Regions from separate parts of the Pan troglodytes genome. Here region 2 is linked to region 1. The links are chromatin contacts, called in public HiChIP or PLAC-seq maps. All regions are on one chromosome and are shown on one strand. Each heading gives the region's core, a stretch centred on a gene start, on an enhancer-like site or on the middle of the called end of the contact. The rest is flanking DNA. Distances are from core to core; before and after follow the strand shown. Region 1 holds the start of KDM4D (lysine demethylase 4D). Region 2 holds the start of CEP57 (centrosomal protein 57).

Region 1 (4,768 bases), core at 464-2,963:
TAGACTCTGGTAATGTTTAGTGGTATGAAAAATGAAACAGGGTGATGTGATGGTGTACAAACACAAGTGTTGGAGGGGTGGGGGGTAGGAAAACCTCACTGTGATACCTGAGACATGAAGGATGGTGATACAGTTATCTTGGGGCACAGGCAATAGAGAAAAGCCAGTGCAAAGGCCCTAAAATAGAAGGAATCTTGCCCTGTTTTGTAAAACAGAAATGCCCACTTGGCTATGTCTAGAGCTTAGTGCGTAAGCGAGTGACTGATTGGAAGTGAAGTCTGGAAGGTAGGCAGGAGCCAGACTCCGTGGGGTCTCAGGTCACATTAAGAAATGTGATTTTTATTCTAAGTGCAGTGAAATTGTACACAGGATAGTAACACCATTTTATTAATTTTAAAAGATCACTCTCTTGGCTATATGCAACACTGACTGTAGGATAAAAGATGACGCAGGAAGATATAATAGGAAGCAATTACAATCCAGGTAGGAGATGGTGTTGGCAAAGGCAAGGGTAGTGGCAGTAGAATAAAATTTCGGGTGAGTTTTAAAAGTAGAATTGTTAAGACCTGTAAATGAACCGTATGTGAAGAGTGAATGAAAAGGAATTTAAGTAGGCACTCCGGGATTTTGGTTTGAGTAACTAGCGTGATGATCGCGTCTTTTAGTGAGACGTGTTAAGACTGGAGGAGGGATACCTTCGGTAAGAAAAATCAGGATTTTCATCTTGAACTCTATGACTGAAAGGGCTTTTTCTGCTTTTCTTTCTTCATTAAAAAGTTGCAAAGAATTTAGGGGTAAGAAAGCATTTAAATATTCAATTTTGTGAGTTCCTTACATTTTAAACTAAGTTGGGGAAGTTGAATTTTCATTTGTTTAACAAATATTAATTGAGCAGCTACTATACGTCAAGGTCTATGTGATGAGATACCAAGATGAGCTAAACAACCAAGATCTCTATTCTCAGAATTTGTTTTTATGGAAGGGAGGAGAGACGACTGGTGGGTTTTTGGTTTTCGGGTTTTCTACTTTTCGTTGTCTTATTAAAACTTAACACTTAAGTAGCCATCTTAATAATTACATCTTGTGCTCCTGGTAGTTGGGCCCACCGTTGTAAACGCTCTCGTAAATACTGACATCTCCCCTCCCACTAAAACTAACGTTTTTTAAATAAGAAATTTTAGCAAACATTACGAATACAACCTTTGCTTTGAAGTGTTAATATTTTTGCAGGAATGGTACCTTTGTAAAGATCGTGGTTGCCCCGTACATATTTGTTCTTTCTTCATATCCAATTAAATGAAAACACTAGTTTTTCCGAAGCCCAACTCTCTAGGTTTGTTGGTTCTAGCTCAGGAGAAAGGATGGAAGCAGGAGTCGTTGGATTTAAACAGTTTGGTGTAATCCTTTTCCACGCTCTCTCCCGCTAGCCGGGGACGTGGTGTCGGCTACCCGGGGCTTTCCGTCCACGCAGTACCGGAATGAAGGAGTCTGGGAGGGGGTCGGGGACGGAAAAGACGGAAGAGACATTAAGTAATTGGTTCTTGAAGGTATAAAATGAGGTTTAGGGTCTACTCTAAGGCACTGAATTCAAACGCCCGCCCCCTGGGCCGCTTCGGCCCCGCCCCTTAGTGCCGTTACGCCGACTTCCACTTCGGCCACTGCGGATTGGTCGTTGCTTCCGCCCCCGAAGCGCTTGGATTTTGCTTCCGGGTCGTAGGCGCTAGCTCTGGGCGCAGAGGTTTCTGGGAGCCAAGAGTGGTAATGGCGTCCGTATGATCTTCGGAGCCTGCTGCATCGGACCTCGGCCAGTGTGAGCGGCAAGAGGATAGGAGATTATCTTTCTTATCGCGATGGGACGGGAAAGGGCAGTTGGGGTCGGAGTCGGCGGCAGAGTGCAGAGCGCGGGCGGTGGAGGCCCTGGAGCAGCGGGCTAGGGGCGGAACCGAGTGCCTGTCAGGCGCGTCTGGAGCTCTCGGGCCCGCCGAGGAGATCGCAGCGTAAAGGCAGCTCGCCTACTGCGTAAAGCGAACCCCAGGTCCTCCCTTCACTACCCTTCGCACCCCTGCAGTGCTGGGCACGGGTGAAGAGGCAGCGAGTTTCTGGTTATAGCCAAAGACTAGCTCACGGGAGGCCGGAGTGATAATTCCGTGGGTGTGTGGGAAGGGGCGGCGCCCCCAGCGCCAGATAACCCTGTTTTCTTCTTTGTAGACATGTCTCTACCCTTTTTGAAAGTTGAGAGAATTAGCACCGCCCCCCCCCACCCCAAAAAATCCTCCCAATTCGCCCACCCTCCCCACACACTTGCTTTTCCGACACTAACAGGGTTTTAGTGACTGCATCTGCTACACAGTATTCTTGTGACTGCTCCAAGCAGAAAGTAACTTGAGGAATGAGTCCCTGATTTTTGGCATCAGAATCCTCTGGGGGTGAGGTTCTTGTTTTTTTTGAACAGGCCTTAAATTATAACCCACAAACGATCTGATTTATAGTATGATGCCTGTTGTAGGAGAAAATTGGCTCAACAAACGGTTGTTTAAGAATTTTTTTCTGTGTAACTGTCATTGAAGTTTAACACACTTTTCTCTGGGACATTTAGTAACTTTGTCAGTGATATTTTTTGTTTGTTTTTAGCTTTTGTTTCTACTAGCCTATTTGCTATTGTGTGAAGTTTAGATAAAATGCAAACCTTACAGAGTCTGGTAGAGTAAGGTTGAGTTGGAAATTTTTAAAACTCAGTCATGGCAGTACTGTATTTTACTAGGGTTTTGACATGTCAAGTGTCATAATTCTTATAATCTATGAGGAATATCTCCATTCCACAGATGACAAAGTTAAGCCAGGTGACTTGCTCAAGCCCATATAGTCAGAAGGAGAATAGGGATGCAAACTCAGATCTTCATGACAGAATTTTTTGTACTAAGGCAAGCCTGAGAAGCCATATTCCTTGTACAGCCTAAGCCTCATAATTTGTTTTCTTGAAAACTTTTGTTTAAGAAGATTAAGCAGGTTTTGGGGAATGAGTTTTAGAACTTACTTTACCAGTATGGATATTGATTAATACTCTATAAAATGAGTGTTTGTAATGTTGGAAATAACTTGATTATATTTTTCTTCAAAGCATAAAAGATGACAACAGCAGCCAGGCCAACCTTTGAACCTGCAAGAGGTGGAAGGGGAAAAGGAGAAGGTGATTTGAGCCAACTTTCAAAGCAGTATTCAAGCAGAGACCTACCCTCTCATACAAAGATAAAATACAGGTAGTAAGACTTTCTTTTTTTATTGTTCACAAAACAAGACCAGATCTGTTAAATGGCGTGGTCATGATATAGTAGTATGTTTGAGTTATGTCACTTATCTATTTTCATAGGAATAGAATGCAATAGGATGTTTAACACTAAAATTCTGCTGTGATTTTAAAACGTGAAATTCCTACTAACCAGGAATTTTCATATGTAGATAGAACAATAAATAATAGAAATAATAATGCCTCAGAGAGATTATGCACTATGAGCACCAATCAGTATATTAAAAGTATTACTGTTAAGTTCTGAGTTGATATAATCCTAATAAAAATTAAAGACATTTTAATCACTGTAAAGCCTTATTATAGGAAAATATGTGATTGAATTTGGACTTCTTGAAATATTGGGAACATCACAAGAGTGGCTGTTAGTAACCTTCACATTAAATTATGATCTTGTCTACTTCCCTTTTTTCTGCTCGAAGGACAAAGTCTCATTCCTGAATTGTCTTCCATTACTACAGTCTCTGTGTGTGTGTGTGTGTTTAAGTAACATTTTTGCCCTGGTTTGTTTCTACTTTAGACAGACTACTCAGGATGCCCCTGAAGAGGTTCGTAACCGTGACTTCAGGAGAGAGTTGGAAGAAAGAGAGAGAGCTGCTGCAAGAGAGAAAAATAGGGATCGTCCAACCCGAGGTACCAACACTATCCAAGACATTTGTCTCATAAAATTATGTTGTTGATAGTTTTTCATTATGTAGCAATTGGAAAATGTTAACCATTTACTTTTACAGATTGATGTGAGCTGTACTACTTTCTTAGGTCATTAGAGATAATAACAACAAATATTTACCAAAGGCTTATTTGCCCAGGCGCTGTGGATGTGAGTTCACTGTGGATAATGCTTTTAATGTGGGCTCCTTGTGCCCACAGGTCCCTAAAACATTTTAAGAAATGAAGTATTTGTTTTACTAAGTTAAATGATTTTTGTTTCCCCCCAGAACATACAACCTCCTCTTCAGTGTCAAAAAAGCCACGGTTAGACCAGATTCCTGCCGCCAACCTTGATGCCGATGACCCTCTAACAGATGTATGTTTTGTTTCCTCCTTTCATCTCTAATAATTGATTTACCATGTTTTTCTAAAATACTTGTTATGTCTTTGCTTTAAGAAGTGACATATATTTATGTTTACTTACTGTTATTCAAATATAGCCCTGACCTCAGTGCTAAACTTTATAGTTGATTTTAAAACCAAAAGTATTATTTTGTGGGACTTTAAGAACAAGTTTGATCTCTAGAGAACCAAATATGGAAGGAATCTATAAAAGGATATGCTTTCCCCCAAAATAATGTCCTGTACTAAACTACTGCACTACTGCTGTGTTACACACCTCACCTCTCCAGGGCACTCTTCATACTGGGCTTCCTATAAACAGTGCCCTCTAGAGTTGTACCTGGAGGCCTTTCCATATTAGATATGTCCCCTTCTATAAGTGCAATACACTTAATGGTTCCCACTGTGCTT
Region 2 (4,859 bases), core at 2-2,501, 810 kb before region 1:
GTGACTAAACTGGATGGTGACATTTGATGAGGCAAAAACAATATTTAAAATCAATTCCCCCTGTCGCCTCTCCAAAAGGGCATTTCCACATTGAAGTTCCAGTAATGCTAGGTGACAGGAAGCGCGCGTTCTGGCTACGAGTATCACACAACGAAGTTAATGTGGAAGGGAGTGGGAGGCACTGCAGGAATAGGAAACAGCATAAACAACGACTAGTAAGTGCTCGAGAGACGGCGGACTACTATTCTGCAACTGTCTCTTAAACACACTGGCGCGCCTCACCTGATCCGGCGAGTTTCCTAGAGGGGCCGCTGAACCCACGTGACCAAAAAAGCTACATTTTTGCAGGCCAGGGAGTGGGCAGTTATCCCAGCCGGCCCTTGGGAATGTTAGGCAACCGGGGTTGGTTGCTACGCCAAAAGGTGAATAAGGGCTGGGGAACAGAGGCGGCCAGCCCAGTTTCACTGGGAGCCAGAGGGTGCAGCTTCGACACAGGAACAGTGAATGAAAGCTTGGGGAGCGCGGGGCAATCTAGGCATTCCCGCCGTCCTCCAGAATTGCGTCAGAAGCCGGACTGACAGCGCCCTGAAACGTGAGGAAACTCAAAGAGGCGCTTAGGACCGACGTGGGGCCCACTCGCGCCAACTGCTTCTTACCGACAAGTGAGAACCAGAAGCCGCAGAGACAGACGCCGCCGCCATCTTTCAGCCTGCCCAGGGGGTCTCCGCACTTCGGGGGCGGTCTAGGTTCTCGTGCTCTTCTCCAAGACTCGGGAGCCGCCCACCAGGGGGGACCCTAGGCTGAACCCCAGATGGAAAAGGGCAAGGGTGCTGGTGCTGGGCTTGGAAACCCCTGCCACACACCCCCTCAGGGCCGCCTACGCTCACAGCTTACACAGAAAGGGCAACACGTCCTAACGGACGTCTTTCCTAGCCAATCAAAACAGCAGACGTCTTTCTGTAGTAGGAGAGAATCCGCCTCTTCCCTGGTGACGTCACAAGGTAGCGCGTAACGAGGCCTGCTGCGGCAGACAACGCCGGGGTTACAGGCCGGCTCTGCGGGGATTCTACGGAGGGGCAGGCCTCCTCCAGTAAGAAGCGTGGGCGAGTAGTGTTGTCGCCAGTGGCAACCGAAGGGAGTAATGGAGATAAAACAAAAGCGAAGGCGAAGTTAAAGCACTCCACGAGTTCCCTCGGATTAAACGCCGGAGAGAGCGTGAATTTGCCTCGGGGACGCCTCTCCAGGTGAAGTACTTACCTTTTGGCCAATAACAAATAGGATTAGGAGGGACTTAACGATTTAGTCCAATAGAAAGCAAGGGAAAAAAGTTGCGGCAGAGAACGAGCCTTTGGCGAACATTTGCCCAATTGGATTGGGGCGCTCTCAGCCAAACCTGGGACTGGCTGTTAGAAATAGCCGCGACCGCAGACCTTTGGGCGGGGCAGGTTCAAAGCGGATTTCGCGCGCTGAGAGCTCCGGGATGTCATTGGCCGGCGACATCCTTCCTTTGTGGGCGCTTCCTGCGTCGCGGAAGTTGGGAGTTGGGAGGAGCCATCGAATGACGCGGTAGCCTTCGCAGCCAATCAGGGATGGGAAAGGGAGGCCGAGAAGGAAGCGGATCCGCGGCCGCGCAGCTAAACAGCAACCCCCTACCCGTTTCGTCTCCCTCCGCCGCTATCGGGGCCTAAGCGGGAGCGGCTGGCACGGCGTCACTGGGTGGGCTGGGGCGGAAGTGGAGGCGGAGGGAGACGGTGGCGTCGTCCGCGGGGCCCTGGGCTCTCGCGGCGAGGCCCTGGTGGGCGCGAGGCAGGGGGAGGGGGAGGAGGAGGAGCCCGCGGCCCGGGCGGCGGCGGCGGCTCTCGGGTTCTCCGTAGGGCCCCGCCTCGGAGCGGGCGGCGGCGGAGGAGGAGACTGAGGAGCAGGATGGCGGCCTCGGCCCTGTACGCCTGCACCAAGTGTACCCAGCGTTATCCCTTCGAGGAGCTCTCCCAGGGCCAGCAGCTCTGCAAGGTCCGTGGGCTCCGGGAGGCGGGCGGGATGGGTGTCCTCGGCCGTAGCCGGAGGGGGCCGGGTAGCCGCTGCACTGCAGCCCCTCTCTCTTCGCCGGCGCCTCAGGGGTTTGGGAGTCTGGAGCCCTCGCCTCCCCACTCGGGGACCCCTTTTTCTGGGGGCTTGAACATTAGCTGGGAACGGACCCTGAAAGGGAGGCAGAATCGTGCCCTTTTCCAGGCGGCCCAGGAGGGTGCCGGGCCCCGTCAGCGTCTGGGGGTCTCAGGGGTGGGGTTGAGTGAGGCAGCCACCTGTCTATGCCGCAGAGACCCAGGGGTGGAGATGTTTTCATCTCGGTTTTCTGCCTGGTCTGTCCTCTTCTTCCACCAGGAGGCAGGGGACGGTTTTTGCACTTTCTTGCTAGGAACCCGAAGCCGCAAAGCTGATGGCATCCTTCTTCCCTGTCCAGGAAAGCGAAGCGACTGGTTTGGGAACAGAATGCTCTGATTTGGAGCTCCTCCCATCCCATTAAAGCCTGGATGCTGTCTGTGAGCAACGGTGCAAAATAATAAGTAGTTTCACATTTAACCAATCCTTGAAATCGGCCCTGACAGCTTTCTTAATTTATCTGTAATATACCCCCACGTCTACTAAAGACAAAGACACCTGTGCCTTCCCTAAGGAATTATATTGTGATTGGCCACTTATATGATAAAGCATCCAGTTCTTTACGTTGGGGCCAGGTTTTATAAATGTTTTAGACATTTCACTAGGTTGGGTAAACAGTTTTCTACCAGAAAAGTGAGATTTGGGACTTTCAGAAAGATACTGACTAATGTATTGTCTTATTACAGGAATGTCGGATTGCACATCCTATTGTAAAATGTACTTACTGCAGATCAGAATTTCAACAAGAGAGGTTTGTATACTGAACAGTTTTTGACTGTTAAAGACAAGTGTTGTCTTTATGGAATACTTGGGGGTTGTAATCCCATGTTTTTATGAAAGTATTTTTTAAAAATGGTTTAGCCCCAGAAATTTTAAGTTGTAAACCTTTTGTACATGGTGGGAGAGAGAATGTTGCCAAAAAAACCAGTGGTGGTTAATTTACAGTTAGACTTTATATGAGGGAAAGTATAATACTACATGGAAAATGTACAGCCTTGCTAATGCAAATGTAAACAGTTATGTTAAACTAAAAAAAAGTGGTAAAGCCTTAATGGACCTGAGGAAAGGTCTGTGGTGTTACCAACTGCCTTCCAAGGTGAAAATCTAATAATTTGTTACATGGAACAAATTATTTGAGTCGTACGTAACATTTTTAACAGTTCCACTCTGAGAGTATATACAGAAAGTAGCCTCAGAAAAGAACAAATAATTTCTTCATAAATAGGTGTGGGCATTATAATGTTGGACAGTAGCCAAGTGGAAGGTTAGGTAGGCACTGGTATTGTAATGCTGTGCAGTAATAGTGTCAAGTGTGAAGATTTTGGAGCTATATAGGAAACATTAAGATGTTTTGTTTACAAAAAGAAATACACAATAAAAATGTATAAAAACATTTGTCATAAGTTAATTTGGGTAAAACAACTCTGAAAATATCCTTGTATATTTGAAAAAAATCCGTGGTCCTTATTAAAGTTTTAAGTACTACAAATCTTTGACTCATTTTATTTTGACATTGTGCTAATTACTTTAGAAAGCTACATAAACATGATCTATATACAATTTATTTTTCAGCAAAACTAACACAATTTGTAAGAAGTGTGCTCAAAATGTGAAGCAATTTGGGACGGTAAGTATGTCTTATGTTTTCATGTCATTGTTACCAGTTAATATTTTTCATAAAGCTGGACCTTTTAAAAAAATACGTACTGCTGGCTGGGCGCAGTGGCTCACGCCTGTAATCCCAGCACTTTGGGAGGCCGAGGCGGGCGGATCACAAGGTCAGGAGATGGAGACCATCCTGGCTAACACGGTGAAACCCCGTGTCTACTAAAAATACAAAAAAAAAAAAAAAAAAAAGAGCGGGCATGGTGGTGGGCGCCTGTAGTCCCAGCTACTCCAGAGGCTGAGGCAGGAGAATGGCGTGAACTCAGGAGGCGGAGTTTGCAGTGAGCTGAGATCCTGCCACTGCACTCCAGCCTGGGGTACAGAGCGAGACTGTGTCTCAAAAAAAAAAAACTACTGCTATGCTCTTAGATATTTCAACATACCATATTTTATGAAAGACATTTTCGATAGATATTTTGATGGAAATGTGATAACATTTAAAAACAGTCAAATTATATACCTGTTTTACATGTATTGAATCCAGTGTGAAATTTGTGAAGCTATTCTTTAAAGATTCAAATATAGCAAATTCCTGGTTATGGAGAACTTATCCATAAAGTTTGCATGATCAGACTTTAGCCCACTTCAGAACAGCCTCCTCAGAACTATTTTTATAAAACAGCAGAATTAAGATATTTATTCACAGAAGTCATGACCCAATCCTAGTACAAATTGTCTTATATGTATACTACAATCATTATAGGTATATTATACCAATATTATTTATTATTGGTCAAAAATGCTAACTTTAACGCTCTAAACTGTCCTGAATCATCTTTTGAATATCAAAGAAAATCAAGGTATGTTTTTATAGTTTATGTTGAATATGGTTGTTCCCATTTTTTCAAAGTTGAAAACTCACAGTATATATTCCTTATATGATTTGTACCTATATGTGATGAAAAGTTAACATTTTCTAAATAAATGATATGGTCATTAAGGTAACTAGGATATTAGCAGAAGGACATTTCCTCAAATTCTTGATTCATGAGACTTCTCTACATGTGTACCTTTATTTTCGTTCTTTAAAACCTTTT

The links. HiChIP or PLAC-seq counts read pairs in DNA pulled down with a chosen protein or histone mark.
Region 2: an H3K4me3 HiChIP or PLAC-seq map of stem cell-derived excitatory neurons shows a contact between it and region 1, with 8 times the contacts expected there. The contact joins the promoter of CEP57 here to the promoter of KDM4D in region 1. A contact is called at or near these places in 1 of 7 Hi-C or Micro-C datasets (stem cell-derived neural progenitor cells) and 1 of 1 datasets of contacts at active chromatin or transcription factors (stem cell-derived excitatory neurons).

What each region holds. Positions count from the first base shown.
Region 1 is chr9:97,077,661-97,082,428 of NHGRI_mPanTro3-v2.0_pri, reverse strand. It overlaps KDM4D (lysine demethylase 4D), which reads right to left and starts at 1,713. Exons shown (of 3, transcript XM_522154.7): 1 at 1,240-1,713. It overlaps CWC15 (CWC15 spliceosome associated protein homolog), which reads left to right and starts at 1,685. Exons shown (of 7, transcript XM_001144223.7): 1 at 1,685-1,810; 2 at 3,119-3,257; 3 at 3,825-3,937; 4 at 4,243-4,331. The coding sequence starts at 3,127.
Region 2 is chr9:97,891,502-97,896,360 of NHGRI_mPanTro3-v2.0_pri, reverse strand. CEP57 (centrosomal protein 57) reads right to left here and starts at 1,251. Exons shown (of 14, transcript XR_008538130.2): 1 at 657-1,251. FAM76B (family with sequence similarity 76 member B) reads left to right here and starts at 1,789. Exons shown (of 9, transcript XM_001145967.7): 1 at 1,789-2,010; 2 at 2,844-2,908; 3 at 3,730-3,784. The coding sequence starts at 1,924.